2 separate regions of the Hordeum vulgare genome follow, and region 2 is linked to region 1. A link is a contact called in public Hi-C data. All regions are on one chromosome and are shown on one strand. Each heading gives the region's core, a stretch centred on a gene start, on an enhancer-like site or on the middle of the called end of the contact. The rest is flanking DNA. Distances are from core to core; before and after follow the strand shown. Region 1 holds the start of LOC123411833 (pentatricopeptide repeat-containing protein At4g17616). Region 2 holds the start of LOC123412512 (probable LRR receptor-like serine/threonine-protein kinase At2g23950).

Region 1 (7,272 bases), core at 3,236-5,735:
AGTTTGGCATGCCATATGGCCTAGAGCGTGACAAGAACATGGACGAACGCTTCATGCTGGAGCAGTTCCACGAAAAATAAGATTCACCGCCTCGCATTCAGTTCCGTTGTTTCAGAAATTACCGTCACTAGATCTTGATCATCCATTGCCCACACATAACGAGAATAAGTGCATTCCAGTAAAGCATAGCACCAAGAATCCTTCCTCCCACACAACCGACAATTACTGCTATTGGCCCTTTTCGGTGATGGAGTAGATCGACTAATGGAATAGAATGTTGAGCTAGGCGCCATAGAATTTTTTTATCTTTGATTGTGCTTGCACTATTACTCCATGCTTGTTGTGAACCTTCGGAGTTGGATGTATCTCCTCGCCCCTCAAACCATGCCTCTATGTGGTACTTTGTTGAGACAACATTCTGTAGGCCGAGGACACGCCGAGTACACCTTTTAGGTCATGAGCCCAAGCCCAAAATTAAACCACCGGTCTGCTACATATAATGGTTGTTAGAATAAATCCAAGGCTCTCCGTCGATCTACCGAGGATCAAGCAATCACACAAGCACAACACCGAGGTTTGTTAACGAGGTTCACCATCTTGGCTATATCCCCGGGGCCTGACTACGGGCGCTCCTCCCCATGACACCGTCACAATACCTCACCCCCGGCCGCCCGGGCGCCGGCACACGCCGCTGGCTTCCCCGCGTACCTGTGCTATTATATTGGCATATGTTACATCGTGTGTCTACCCCGCTATATATGAGAGGCCTAGGATACAAGTGTCCTATCAGGACACGACTCCATATCCTGTCTAAACACAATACTACTCAGAGTCCAACTGTAACCTACCTTGTACAAGAATATTCGACACAACTCTAACAAACTCCACCTTGGCAAATATTCTCCACCACCTTGAATTCATCAATGCGTCAAACTTCCACGTACATTGGACTTGAGATACGCCATGAGCACCACTGCTACTCCCAGACTCCATGTGACTCCACCTGCAACTGTAGTCCCTTCTCGTCTTCTTCACAGTCAACCCTCGAGCAAAGTTAAGTTCCTTATTACTCTACTTTGTGCTTCCAACTTCCGGAGTATCCATTCAACGCCGTCACACACTGATCACTGACCTGCATGAAAGTGAACAACCTACATATTGTATGCCACGTATAAGAGTTACCTGAACTCAACATCCTCGCTCTTTCTTGACCGTCTGTCTGAAACTTAAAGGAATTTCACCGTCGCCTTGTGTCACCCTGAGTCAAATTCGCAGTTGTCTCACCCTTTTTCCGGATAGTCTCGGACATGTCACACAGCTGTAGCACTCTGCCTCCTTCTGTACTTGTCATCCGCACTTTGCCATGTGCACTGAACACCACAGAATATACGACCATGTACTCTCTCCGTTTTTGACAATTTCAGACTTTTCGACACTTTCTCAGATTCTCCATGGTCAACTCCTGTCCATCAACTAGCACCGATAGACCCAGTCACCAACTTGAATCCGATACTCGCCAACACTGCTTCAGCACCCTTTGCACAATTTTTTTGACCACATGTCTGACCATCAGTGCCTTGGTCTGTCGCTGTGTCCCGTGCTTATCGCACGCCTCGCCGCTATCACCGCGTCGAGCCTCTACTGTCCTGGTCGAGTCTCCCGGGTAGCTAGCCCACACTGCCTCAACCCCCACTTTAGAGAACGACCGATCATCACCGACCGATGCCGAGTATCACGTCTCCATCAGACCACTGGTACCCAGTCCGATCCACGTGTCTCTCGCTATCCGCTGAAATAGGCTTCGACTCTCCATGCATTTACGTCGTAGCCCCTCCATCAGCACAGAGTGAAGTCTTCCGCTAGACTCCAGCTCCACCTTCAACATGACTCCATGTAGCTGGCCGTGCTACCTCGCGCCCTGTCGACTTCAAGCTCTCATGTGTGCACTGCCTTGAATCAACCCTGCGTCATAGTCAGCCGCACAAGCCCTCATGCTTGCACCACGTGTTTCCACGCCCCAGAAGTTGGCCACCATCAGCATCACGCTCCTATGTCGTCGTCGCTGAAATCACCGCCGTCTTCTGCTTTGACCGACATCCTCATCGATCCATCAGACAGTCCAGTCCGACCCAGTCGAAAAATATCCGACTGCAACCATGCTCCACCCTGCGTCATGTCCGCCTCACACATCCGTGCATTGCTTAACGCCATGTGTATGCATGATCCGTGTCACGACACGCTCAAGACTTCACCCGAGCCTTGTACGCACGTCGCCATCCTCGATCAATTTGTCATTCCGCTACACAATCAACCAACCGCAATTGAAATTGATCTCCCATGGATTGCGACTCTGCGTCTTTATTCATTGCAGCGTACAACCACTGCCACCCGTACGTAAACTGTGTGTGTACCAAGCAAAGAGTCAATGAGGAAATCCCCGTTGTAGCCTTCACATATGCACACGGTCATAGAGATTCAAAACTCCACCTTTCCATGCATACTTGTAGCCTCTAGACTGATTTGCCTCTTCCTCTCTTTGCTCACGATGGACAACACCATCTTTCAATGCACATCCATGATTTCAGACGCTTCCTTCTTTTTTCCAACAAAGCTCGTGATCGCCGCCACATCAGTCAGCATGCATGCAGCAGCCGGTCCAACCTCACGCGCGTGCACATCAGCCTCCAACGCGGCCTGCTTTGTGCTGCTGCCAAGCCTTGCTTGCATGGACCAGACCACTCTCGTCTCGTGCCGGCCGCCTGACAAGTCCAGGCTGGGCCTCACGTCGAGCCACGCCTGGAAACAACAACCGCTGCCCCGCTTCTGCATCCCTGTCATACGCGTTGCACCACGCCGCCGCCTCTGCTGATCCATCTGCTGCTTCTGCATGCTTCCGATTGCTATTACGGCCGTGAAACCTTCCATCGACTTGTCATCATGTTCCTAGATTTCTCGCACTGCGATCTAATCCATCAAAACGACGCCCTGCTGCTTCCTTGATCAAACACCGACACAGCTCCGCATCCATGATTTCTTCGATGATTTCTTCCGGCTCTTTCTCTAGATCAACTATCCACAGCCTCTTGAAACCTTGCTCATGATACCACTTGTTAGAATAAATCCGAAGCTCTCCATCGATCTACCGAGGATCAAGCAATCACACAAGCACGACACCAAGATTTGTTAACGAGGTTCACCATCTTGGCTACATCCCCAGGGCCTGACTACGGGCGCTCCTCCCCATGACACCGTCACAATACCTCACCCCCGGCCGCTCGGGCGCCGGCACACGCCGCCGGCTCCCCCGCGTACCTGTGCTATTATGTTGGCATAGGTTACAACGTGTGTCTACCCCGCTATATATGAGAGGCCTAGGATACAAGTGTCCTATCAGGACACGACTCCATATCCTGTCTAAACACAATACTACTCAAAGTCCAACTGTAACCTACCTTGTACAAGAATATTCGACACAACTCTAACAATGGTATTGATAAGATGGCATCCGCATCAAAAGCAACAAATAGTCCTAACCAGATTGTTGTTCCATTCACCGGTATTAGGCACGATCAAATCCTTGAGAAGTTGGGGTGGGTTCGGTACTAGGCTTGCAATTGGCCTCATATTGAACTCTCGTGGGAGCCATTTATCTCGCCATATGTGGGTATCCGCATCATTACCAATTATTTGTATTATACCATGTGCAAGTATATCCTTCCCTTCATATATTGCACACATTTGAGAAAGAGAGCTACCCAACTCTGCTTCCAGAAACTCCTCGTTAGGGAAGTACCTTGCTTTCAATATTCTTGCACTTAGTGAATTTGAGTCCGAGAGAACACGCCATGCTTGACGGGCTAGCAAGACTAGATTAAATTAAATAGCTCAATATCTCGGGACCCCAAACCATCCATGTACTATCTCGGTTACGCCATCTCTTTCCAAGAAACCCAACTAACTTTTATCTTTCCTTCCTTACTTCCCCATCAAAACTTCCTGATTAACATGTTGATGTAATGGCATAGTCCTCTAGGAAGTTTGAAACGGGACATAGAAATATACCCACACGGCTTGAGCTACTGACTTGACTAGAACATCTTTCCCTCCTCCTAACAACAACTTTTTCATCCATCCTTTTACCTTATTCCATACCCAATCCTTTAGATATTTACATGCGCCGTTCTTTGAGTTACGAACATCACTAGGCAAGCCAAGATATTTTTCAGAAAGTGACACCTCCAGAATTTGCTTTGTTTCATTCCTCACCAATTCCGGGCATCCTTTACTCTTTTTTTTTTGAGAAACTGGACATCCTTTACCTATGCATATTTAGATGGGCCAGAGAAAAAGAAGCAGCCCAACTTCATATTGGACCTATCGCACGCAGCCGCACAGACACACTTCGATCCATCCAGCCTTGTTCTTCCCGTCCCTGACGGCCGACTCCCCAGCCACTGAGCCGCCCCATCCCCGCCGCGGCGCTGCCTCGCCGGCTCGCTGCCTTCGCCGGTCGCCGGCCGGAGCCCAGACACGCAGGAGGACCCTTCCTCTCCTTCCTGCCCGCTAGGTCCTCGGCGGCAGCGGCGCCCCTCTGCGAGCTGCGACCCTGCCCTGCCACGGTCGTCTGGCTCCCCTGCAAGGCGGGCGGCAGCCGCCTGGTCACCAGGCCGGCACTCGACCAGCAGCAGGTCAGCAACCCTGCCCCAGTTAGCCTGATTTAAGGTACCCAATTTATTCATTCCCCAATTTCTTATTTGGCCATTTAAGGTTTACTTTCTTGCCGTGCTATGCTATCCAGTACATGAACATGAAGTTCATGACATGAACCGAACACACACATAAATTTGGACATCATTTCTTCCTCAACTAGCCTTATTGATAGAAAGTAATTTTGTTCAAGAATGAAGAGGACCAGAGACAATGCCTCTCTTTTTCATAGATAGACATGCTTTGAAGATAGGGAAGAAGGAAGGGGCCATGCGGGTTGTTGCCGAAGAACAAACCAGAGATATAATTGACATTTTCATGATCATGCAAAAGCGTAGGCCGGAAACATAGTCTTCTTTAACTTCTCAACGTATGTACTCTGTTATGTAAAACTGGAAATTTTAGTAAGATTATAAGACCATATATTGATCTATTTCTATGTGGTATATATTGGTAACTACTTCGAATGTTCATATAATCACATGTCATGTTTGTTGGCCAAAAAAAGTTTAGGACCACCCTGGTTTCAAATCCTAGATCCGCCACTGGTTTTAATGTTCCATTCTGTGTTTGTGTAGTTGCATAAGTTCATCACTTCGTATTCCTGCGCTTCTTCTTCCAAGCTTGATGGCTATGCTTGATTGAAGCAATGAGGATCTTGCTCCAGGCGTGCCGCCATTGCTGCAGTCTGACATCCTTTTCTTGTGCTGCCGGAGCTGCCTTCACTGTAAGAGAAATACCTGGGTGATTAATGTACAATTCAAGTGTAGTAATTGGGTTCCATAGTCTCTCTTGTTCTCAGTTAACTACTGATGGTTTTGCACTTGTCCTAGGCCAATTGCGGCGGTGGCCCATGGAGGAGGCTTCGCGTTCTAGCTGCACAGTATCTTTCCACGAGCACAACTGCCAGCACGATTCTGCCATGGGAAGCGCCATCCCGTGAAACTCTACTGAGGACAATCGATGTTGCTTTCAAAGATGGCAATGTTGACGAGGCGCTGCGAGCATTTGGCAATTATAAAAGCCTGCACGGCCTTCCCGAGCCAAGGGTATTGAATGGTATCATTGTGTCGCTGTCCTACACATCTAGTCGGAGGTGGCTTCAGAGAGCCTATGACTTGGTTCTCTCAGTTTATCAGTGTAACACCAATCTTCTCAACTCTAGCTCGCTGATGAGGCTAGCTTTGGCACTTGCAAGAGATCAGATGCCTGTCCCTGCCTCTGCGGTCCTGAGGATCATACTGGAGAGCGGCAAGCTTCCTGATGCTGATATGTTGAACATGGTGTTTTTGCACATGTTGAAGTCACAAGTAGGATCCTATCTTGCGGCTGATGTTCTGGCTCAGACCTGTGAGTGTTTCTTGGATCAAATTTCAGATAGGCGACAGCTGAAAAAATTGGACCCAATCAAGAACAATGTCACCTTGTTCAATATGATTTTGGAGTCTTGTGTTAACTTCAAATGCATCATCAGAGCCCAGAAAATAATGGAACTGATGTCATTGGTCGGGGTTGTGGCCGATGTAAATACAATGGCGGTCGCTAGCCGTGTCTGTGAAATGGTTGGGCAGCGAGATGAGTTGATGACCATGAAAGGAAGCATCGATTCTTTCTCCTCTTTGCCACTCTTTCAGCAATGTCAACATTTTTACGACAGTTTATTGAGCCTGCAATTTAGTGGTAATGACATGGATGCTGCTGCAGATCTTGTAATGAATCTGCATCGGCAACGGAACTCATGCGGCAATGATGCGCAGAAACAAGGGATGATACAAATTGGCTCTGGTAACCTAAAAAGTGGGTACAGAATAATGTTTGACCCAACAAAATTGGACAAAGGTTTTGTTTTAGATATAAAAAACCAGTCTGGCCTTGTTGTTCCTATCAGCGGAAATCTTGTTCCTAGTGAGAAGGCTCTTGCTAAACTTATTGTAGGCTGTGTGAAAGCAGAGAAACTGGGTGCACTCTCTAGCTTCTGTATTGCATTGCATAAGGAAGAACTAAAGGGAATTTCTGCTTCAGATGTGATCAATGCATGTATTCAGATGGGATGGTTGCATGCCGCTCATGATATCCTGGATGCTTTAGAGTTAGCTGAGACTCCTGTGGGGGTTGGTACTTACATGTCTCTTCTCAGAGCATATGAGAATGAGCATAAACCCGAAGAATTCAATGGGCTTCTCCAACAGATACAGAAAATAGCATCTACCATGGATGAATTTCATACTAGTCCATCGTTTACAATAAAGGACATTGCCAAAATTGTCAAGGATGAGATGCCCCAAACTAAATCATCTTTGCTTTCCAGTTTGGTTGAAGAAACAGAACACTATAACCCTGGAGATCACTTAACCTTTGAGTTCAATAATTCAATTCTTTTCTTCTGCAAGGCAAAAATGATGGAAGATGCTCTGGGCACATATAAATGCATGAGAGAGCAAAACATTAGACCCAATCTGCATACCTTTTGCCACATACTGTGTGGATATTCGTCATTAAGCATGTATAGGGAGATCACCATACTGTGGGGAGAAATAAAGCGCAGACTCGAATACAGAGAAATAT
Region 2 (7,272 bases), core at 2,408-4,907, 210 kb after region 1:
AAAGGAGGAGGGAGGAGTCCTCCTCCAAGTCGGTTTGGAGGAGGAGAACTCCCCTCCCTATTCGGTTTGGCCCCACCTCTCTCTCTTCTCTGCTTGGGCCGAAATAGGACCTCTTGGGCTGGCCTCCCAGCCCACCACGGGCTTGTGTGCCATCCTTGGCCCTGTTTGGTCCCCTCCCGGTGGAACTCCGAAACCCATTCGTAACTCTGGGTACTTTACCAGTAATGCCCAAAATCCTTCCGGAAGCCAAATGGATACTTCCTATATATAAATATTCATCTCCGGACCCTTCCGGAACTCCTCGTGACGTCCGGGACCTCATCCGGGACTCCAAACAACATTCGTTAGCAATCGTCGATAATTCAACTATACCAAAACGTCACCGAACCTTAAGTGTGCAGACCCTACAGGTTCGAGCATTATGTAGACATGACCGAGACACTCTCCGGTCAATACCCAATAGCGGGACCTGGATGTCCATATTGGATCCAACATATTCTACGAAGATCTTTAATCGGTTGAACCTCTATGTCAAGTATTTAGTTAATCCCGTATAACATTCCCTTTGTCCTTTGGTATGTTACTTGCCCGAGATACGATCGTCGGTATCTCTATACCTATTTGAATCTCGTTACCGGCAAGTCTCTTTACTCGTTCCGTAATACAAAATCCCGTGGCTAACTCTTTAGTCACAATGCTTGCAAGGCTTATTGTGATATTGTATTACCGAGTGGGCGCCAAGATACCTCTCCATCATACGGAGTGACAAATCCCAGCCTTGATCCATGCTAACTCAACGGACACCTTCGAAGATACCTGTAGAGCACCTTTATAGTCACCCAGTTACGTTGCGACGTTTGATACACACAAGGTATTCTTTTGGTGTCAGTGAGTTACATGATCTCATGGTCATAGGAACATATACTTGACATGTAGAAAAACAGTACCAATAAAACAACACAATCACATGCCACGTTCATAGTTTGGGTCTTGTCCATCACATCATTCTAATGATGTGATCCCATTATAAGTGACAACACTTGTCTATGGCTAGGAATCCTTAACCATCTTTAATCAACGAGCTAGTCAACTAGAGGCTTACAAGGGACAGAGTGATGACTATGTATTCACACATGTATCTGAGTTTCCATTCAATAGAATTCTAGCATGGATAATAAACGATTATCTTGAACAAAGAAATATAATAATAGCTAATTTATTATTGCCTCTAGGGCATATTTCCAACAGTACTTGGGCCGGTACACCCGCCGAGAATGCATCCTCTAGTGACCACTAAGTCCGGGTTTGTACAACATCTCATGACCCGAGTAGTACGGGTTAAATAATGATAAGCTGAAACTACGAGACCGCCGTTAGAGCACCGCTGCCATACCCGTGGGTATCACCCCACATACGATAGTTGCGTTGGTGCAAGGTCTGGTAGTACCACTCACGAAGGTAGCGGTACAAACACCACTACCCTCGGTACAACCGACGAGGCAGTGACTGCGTTAACCAATCCACAAGGGAGTGATACAACCACATTCACCTACTATACAACCGATGTGGGGCATTTTTTCTGCATAGGTTAGATACGAAGCTCTCTTCTTGAAATGAAAAATGAGTTTGTGTACATGTTTGATTCTACCGTACCTTCACATGCGGACCCCCTCATAATAGTACAGATTTCCTACGAACAAAACAATAAATGCATCAAAAATGTTGTCTTTGCTTTTTTTTATTCAAAGGCGTGTCCAACCATCTTGTGTTATACACCTTATTAGCTTAGGAACACACATCTGTCTGTAAATTGCATTGTCATCAACACCAGAACACTTAAGGAGGGAAGTGACAAACCTCTTTAACATATTGCAAAGCTCCGATAAACATACAGAAGGTGTGAATAAGATTTCAATTGAATTTTAATTCAAAAGAAAAGAGGAAGGGTGCAATATAGGAGTGGTCTAAAATTCCAAAAAAAATAAGACTTCCCTACAAACTGAATGTCTTTGAGCATGGCAAATCAAACACTTTTCAAGGCAAATTTAGTTGTCGTGACGATGGCAATTACCTTTAGCAAGCATGACAAACATTTGCCATATTTGCCATGGTTAAAAATCCGACGTTTGAGTTCACTTCATTTTATTCTATGATTATTAACATTAAATTTGCCATGGTTAGAAATCTTATGTCTGCTTATTAACATTACCGAAATCTTATGGTTCCATTCTGTTGAGTAAAGATCACCATGTGCAAAATATGGGAGTAAGTCATGATATTGATGGGCAAAAAGGTCTAGGAAGTGGTATAAAATGGATACTATAAATAATGGAAATATTAATTAGAGTTTGCTAAATTAAAATATTATTGCAACTATCATGACCATGTTTAATTAATACTCCCTCCGCTCCAAAATAACTGTCTCAACTTTGTACTAGCTCTAGTACAAAGTTATACTAAGATGAAGACACTTATTTTGGGACGAAGGAAGTAGAATGCTATGGTGCCATGATGACGTGGAAGAAGAAAATAATGTGAAAATGTTTTTTTGGAGGACGGGAGATGGGGTGTTGTTACACCATTTGGTTGTGGCATGGAGTACTAGGAGATGTGACTATTGAATGTTCCATCATTAAGAGGTTGATTGGAAGACCGGTACATATTCTTTGTGAAAGCTCCTGTCTTGACTTTTTTTCCCGGGGCTCTGAAGCGAGAAAGTTGGGGCGTTACCTTGTTGAAGGCGTTGTCTACATGGTCTTATGTTGGTATTTATGGTCTGGTTTCGGTAATTAAATATGCTTATGACTTTATGAGATCATATGATAAACACGAGTTAGTCTAACTTGTGTGAATGTACATGACATGCATGGACAAAATTACAAGCACCATTACAGCATCTACCCTCTCTTCACCATGAAATGGTGGACGAGAACGTTTGATTCCTGGATGTATATACATGGTATATGTAAAAAAATAGCAATTCAATAAAAAGTTAAAAAATTCTGAAAATATTTTTAGTTTTTTTATTATCTTTCATTGTACTTGTAAGAAAAATTCCATAAAAAGAAAATTACACGTTGAGGTCTTTTCAAAAAAGACAATTTTTTGGTTGAAATAGTGTGAATCGTGACCTATAATAGCAAATAAATTTTACCTTTTTTCCCAAAAGTCAATGTTGGTTTTTTCCATGAAATTTTTGATACGAGTGCAAAACAAAGTTAACTTTAGTCAAAGACATTTTAAAACTATTTTGACTTTTTATTTAACTAATAATTTTTTTATATGAGGTGCATATACAACTCGAAACCAAAATGTATTTTCCATGACATGGTCTTGTTTTATCCACATATCCACTCCACTCATCCTCCTGAGCAGGCACTCATGAGTCATGACTAGCTCAGTACCTCATCTCACACACCACCACTATGCCCAACAAGGAAAAAGAACAAGACAAGGTTCGTTTTCAGCCCCCAAACACCCGAGGTACCAGAACGGAAATGCACAAGCTCCAAAGCAGAGCAATCAGCCGGCATCCCTGGCGCCCACCCGTCAGTTTCCACGCCATGATCGTTTTCCTCCCATCGATTTTCGAAAGATGCCATGGCATGCATGCAGCCTTTTCTTTCTTCTTTCCCCACGACACGAGACGAGAAAAAGCAGCGACGCAAAGCAAAGCAAAGCGAAGCCACCCCCATCATCTCTGCTCTCTGCTCTCTCCGCTCCCACGCTTTTCTCACTCTCCCCCTCGCCTCGCCTCGGGCGCCTCTCGCCACCATCATTCCCCCCACCGCTCCAATGGCCTCCTCTGTCTCTGACCCCCCGCTCCTCCCCGTCGCCGTCGTCCTCCTCCTCCTCTGCGCCGCCCCCTTCCTCGCATTCTCGTCGGAGCCCCTCAATGCCGAAGGTACGTGCGCTCTTCACCCTGCACTTCTTGCTGCCGCTTATCGCCGTCGTGGTTGGTCTCTTAATTTAATCACCCGTTGCGTTGCGGGTTGACGTGCAGTGATGGCGCTGGTGGCCATCAAGCAGGGGCTGGTGGACTCGCACGGCGTGCTGAGCAACTGGGACGAGGACTCCGTCGACCCCTGCAGCTGGGCCATGATCACCTGCTCCCCACACAACCTCGTCATTGGCCTGTAAGAAGCTCAGTACCAGCTCTCCCTGTCCGGCGTATCCTCTTCCTTCCTAGTTACAGCTCCATTAACCGATCTCGGCCGGCCGCGTTTCAGGGGAGCGCCGAGCCAGGGCTTGTCGGGGACGCTGTCCGGACGGATCGCCAACCTCACTAATCTCGAGCAAGTGTGAGTAACCGTCCAGACAAAACCTCCATCCATTGCTTCTTGCTTGCTTGTGCTCGCTTTAGAGTTCAGAGACGCTGACGGACGGATTGCGAGCAATTTTCAGGCTGCTGCAGAACAACAACATCACGGGGCGGCTGCCGCCGGAGCTGGGCGCGCTGCCGAGGCTCCAGACGCTGGACCTCTCCAACAACCGCTTCTCCGGCCGCGTGCCCGACACGCTGGGGCACCTGTCCAAGCTCCGGTACCTGTGAGTGAGCCACCCAAAAAAAAGCATTACCATACTCCTCGCCACTGTTACCCCTACTTCATGGATTGTTGAACAGTTAAGCTGTTTTTGGGCGCAGGAGGCTGAACAACAACAGCTTGTCGGGGCCGTTCCCCGCGTCGCTGGCCAGCATCCCACAGCTCTCATTCCTGTAAGCTCTACTAGCACCATTTTGCGTTTCTTCTCCATTGATCTTTTTCATTGGTTGAATTTAATCCATGACCCGATGCCCGTTCGTTGCTGCCTGCAGGGACTTGTCCTACAACAACCTCTCCGGCCCCGTCCCGTTCTTCCCCACCAGAACCTTCAAGTATGCTTGCACTACTCACTCTTGTTATTCAATTCGAATTGCCAGTCACGCAGACCAATCACCACTGTAGTACGGAGTATTATCGTGTTAACTAACCAGATTTGTGTCTTGGTGTACGTGCAGCATCGTGGGCAATCCGATGATCTGCGGGAGCCGCGGGGACTGCGCCGCCGCGCTGCTGGCGCCGGCCACCGGGCCATTCCCGCTGGAATCCACGCCCACTCCCAGCAGCAGTGAGCACCCTATCCATTGCTATCGCTAGTACTCCTGTCTGTGTCTAGTCGTGGTTGCTTTCTGCTTTGCTTTCTCGGAGTGCGTGGTGGGAGAGCGAGAGCGAGAGCTCTCTCTTCCGTTCCTTTCCGCCCCACTTTCCTTCCTTTGCCCTGTAGCGCGCGACTGGGAGCAGACCGACGTCGTCTCCTCCGGTCCTGTGGGGACAACAGCTGGGGATCATCAACGTTTGTAATTTTGGATTCCTGTGCTGCAGGGACCAGGTCAAAGGCTGGCGCAGTGGGAGCAGGGGCAGGCCTGGGCGCCTCCGCCCTTGTGCTTTTCGCCGTGTCATGTCTTCTTTGGAGGCGCCGGCGCCGGCAACGCTGCCCATCCCTCCTCCTCGGTAAACCGCCGTCGTCGACGACGATCCTCCTCCTCCACCTCTGTCACGCCTACGTACGTTGATTGTAATAGTACCATCATGTGGATTGGATGTGGATGCAGAGCAAGGCGGCGGCGAGGTGGCGGCGCGGCTGGGGAACGTGCGGCAGTTCGGGCTGCGGGAGCTGCACGCGGCGACGGACGGGTTCAGCGGGAGGAACATCCTGGGGAGGGGCGGGTTCGGGGACGTGTACCGGGGACGGCTGGCGGACGGCACGGCGGTGGCCGTGAAGCGGCTCAAGGACCCCAGCGGCGCGTCCGGGGAGGCGCAGTTCCGCACGGAGGTGGAGATGATCAGCCTCGCCGTCCACCGCCACCTGCTCCGCCTCCTCGGCTTCTGCGCCGCCGCCTCCGGCGACCGCCTCCTCGTCTACCCCTTCATGCCCAACGGCAGCGTCGCCGCCCGCCTAAGAGGTACGTATACGTGCGTGCGTGACATGGTTACGTCCTTACGTTACGTTGCGTTGGTGCCATGCGGGCAGGGGACCATGCAGTGCAGGAGCCGTGCATGCATGCATGCATGGGATGGGAGGCCGTAGTCCGCCCAGCCCAGTCCAGTCAGTGCCTCAGGCGTGGTCGCGCCCACCGCGCCCTGTACTGTACTTGTCGCTGCCGGCCGTGGCCCGCCGACGCAGAGCACCGCTCAGGCGAGACAGGCCACCGCGCTCACGTTTTGTCCGCATCCTTCACCGCTGCCACGACGACCGCCGGAGCGGTGCTCCAGTCACACTACAGTTACTCCACTGCCCATTATAATAGCCACTTACGGCTGGGCACGGGCGCCAGGGTGCGGCTAGGAATGCTGCCCGGTCGGTTCACAGGCGATCGATACGCAGTCGTATCCCACATCATGAACATGAATACGTGGTCCCACACGGAGGCGTAGACATACTGTACTAGTAGGGTGCAGGGCGTGCAGCCGAGGATTACGTTTTGTTTCATGCTTCCTTCCGGCATTGCTGCAGCTGCGACAGCGAGTGCAGGGCACACAGGTGGTACGAGCTCGTGTCTGGTCGCTGTTGCAACTTGCATTATTTACCACAGTACCAGTAGCCACCACTGTAGCTGGTACCCCTTGGCTTGGACCCACCCAGCATTCCGATACGATACATGGGCTTGTACCTATACGTACGTACGCAGGTGCTGGTCCAAAGACACAGGACCCTTGTAGTCTTGTGTGTTGTGTACCAATCGTATTCGTATGTATGTGCGCCGTACGTAGTTTCCTCTTCTATGTACTCCCTTCGTTCCTAAATATAAGTCTTTTAAGAGATTTCACTAGATGACTACATACAAAGCAAAATAAATGAATCTACACTTTAAAATATGTCTATATACATTTGTATGTAGTCCTTTAGTAGAATCCCTAGAATGACTTATATTTAGGAATGGAGGGAGTATGTTTTGGCCTTGGCATCTCGACCGATCGTACTTCAACTGCACGTACATTTACATGCATGCATGTTTGGTGTTTGTTGCAAGCAGGGAAGCCGGCGCTGGAGTGGCAGACGCGGAAGCGGATCGCGGTGGGGGCGGCGCGGGGGCTGCTGTACCTGCACGAGCAGTGCGACCCCAAGATCATCCACCGGGACGTCAAGGCCGCCAACGTGCTGCTGGACGAGCACCACGAGGCCGTCGTCGGCGACTTCGGCCTCGCCAAGCTGCTCGACCACGGCGACTCGCACGTCACCACGGCCGTGCGCGGCACCGTCGGCCACATCGCCCCCGAGTACCTCTCCACG

Evidence for each region. A called contact is a pair of places that touch in the nucleus more often than the background predicts.
Region 2: a Hi-C map of leaf shows a contact between it and region 1, with 4 times the contacts expected there. The contact joins the promoter of LOC123412512 here to the promoter of LOC123411833 in region 1. A contact is called at or near these places in 2 of 6 Hi-C or Micro-C datasets (leaf and seedling) and 1 of 1 datasets of contacts at active chromatin or transcription factors (embryo).

Annotation. Positions count from the first base shown.
Region 1 is chr7H:569,574,680-569,581,951 of MorexV3_pseudomolecules_assembly, forward strand. LOC123411833 (pentatricopeptide repeat-containing protein At4g17616) reads left to right here and starts at 4,486. Exons shown (of 4, transcript XM_045104788.1): 1 at 4,486-4,722; 2 at 5,286-5,434; 3 at 5,541-7,272. The coding sequence starts at 5,357.
Region 2 is chr7H:569,789,093-569,796,364 of MorexV3_pseudomolecules_assembly, forward strand. LOC123412512 (probable LRR receptor-like serine/threonine-protein kinase At2g23950) reads left to right here and starts at 3,658. Exons shown (of 11, transcript XM_045105467.1): 1 at 3,658-3,904; 2 at 4,004-4,136; 3 at 4,230-4,301; 4 at 4,405-4,548; 5 at 4,646-4,717; 6 at 4,817-4,876; 7 at 5,000-5,109; 8 at 5,364-5,492; 9 at 5,594-5,944; 10 at 7,016-7,272. The coding sequence starts at 3,796.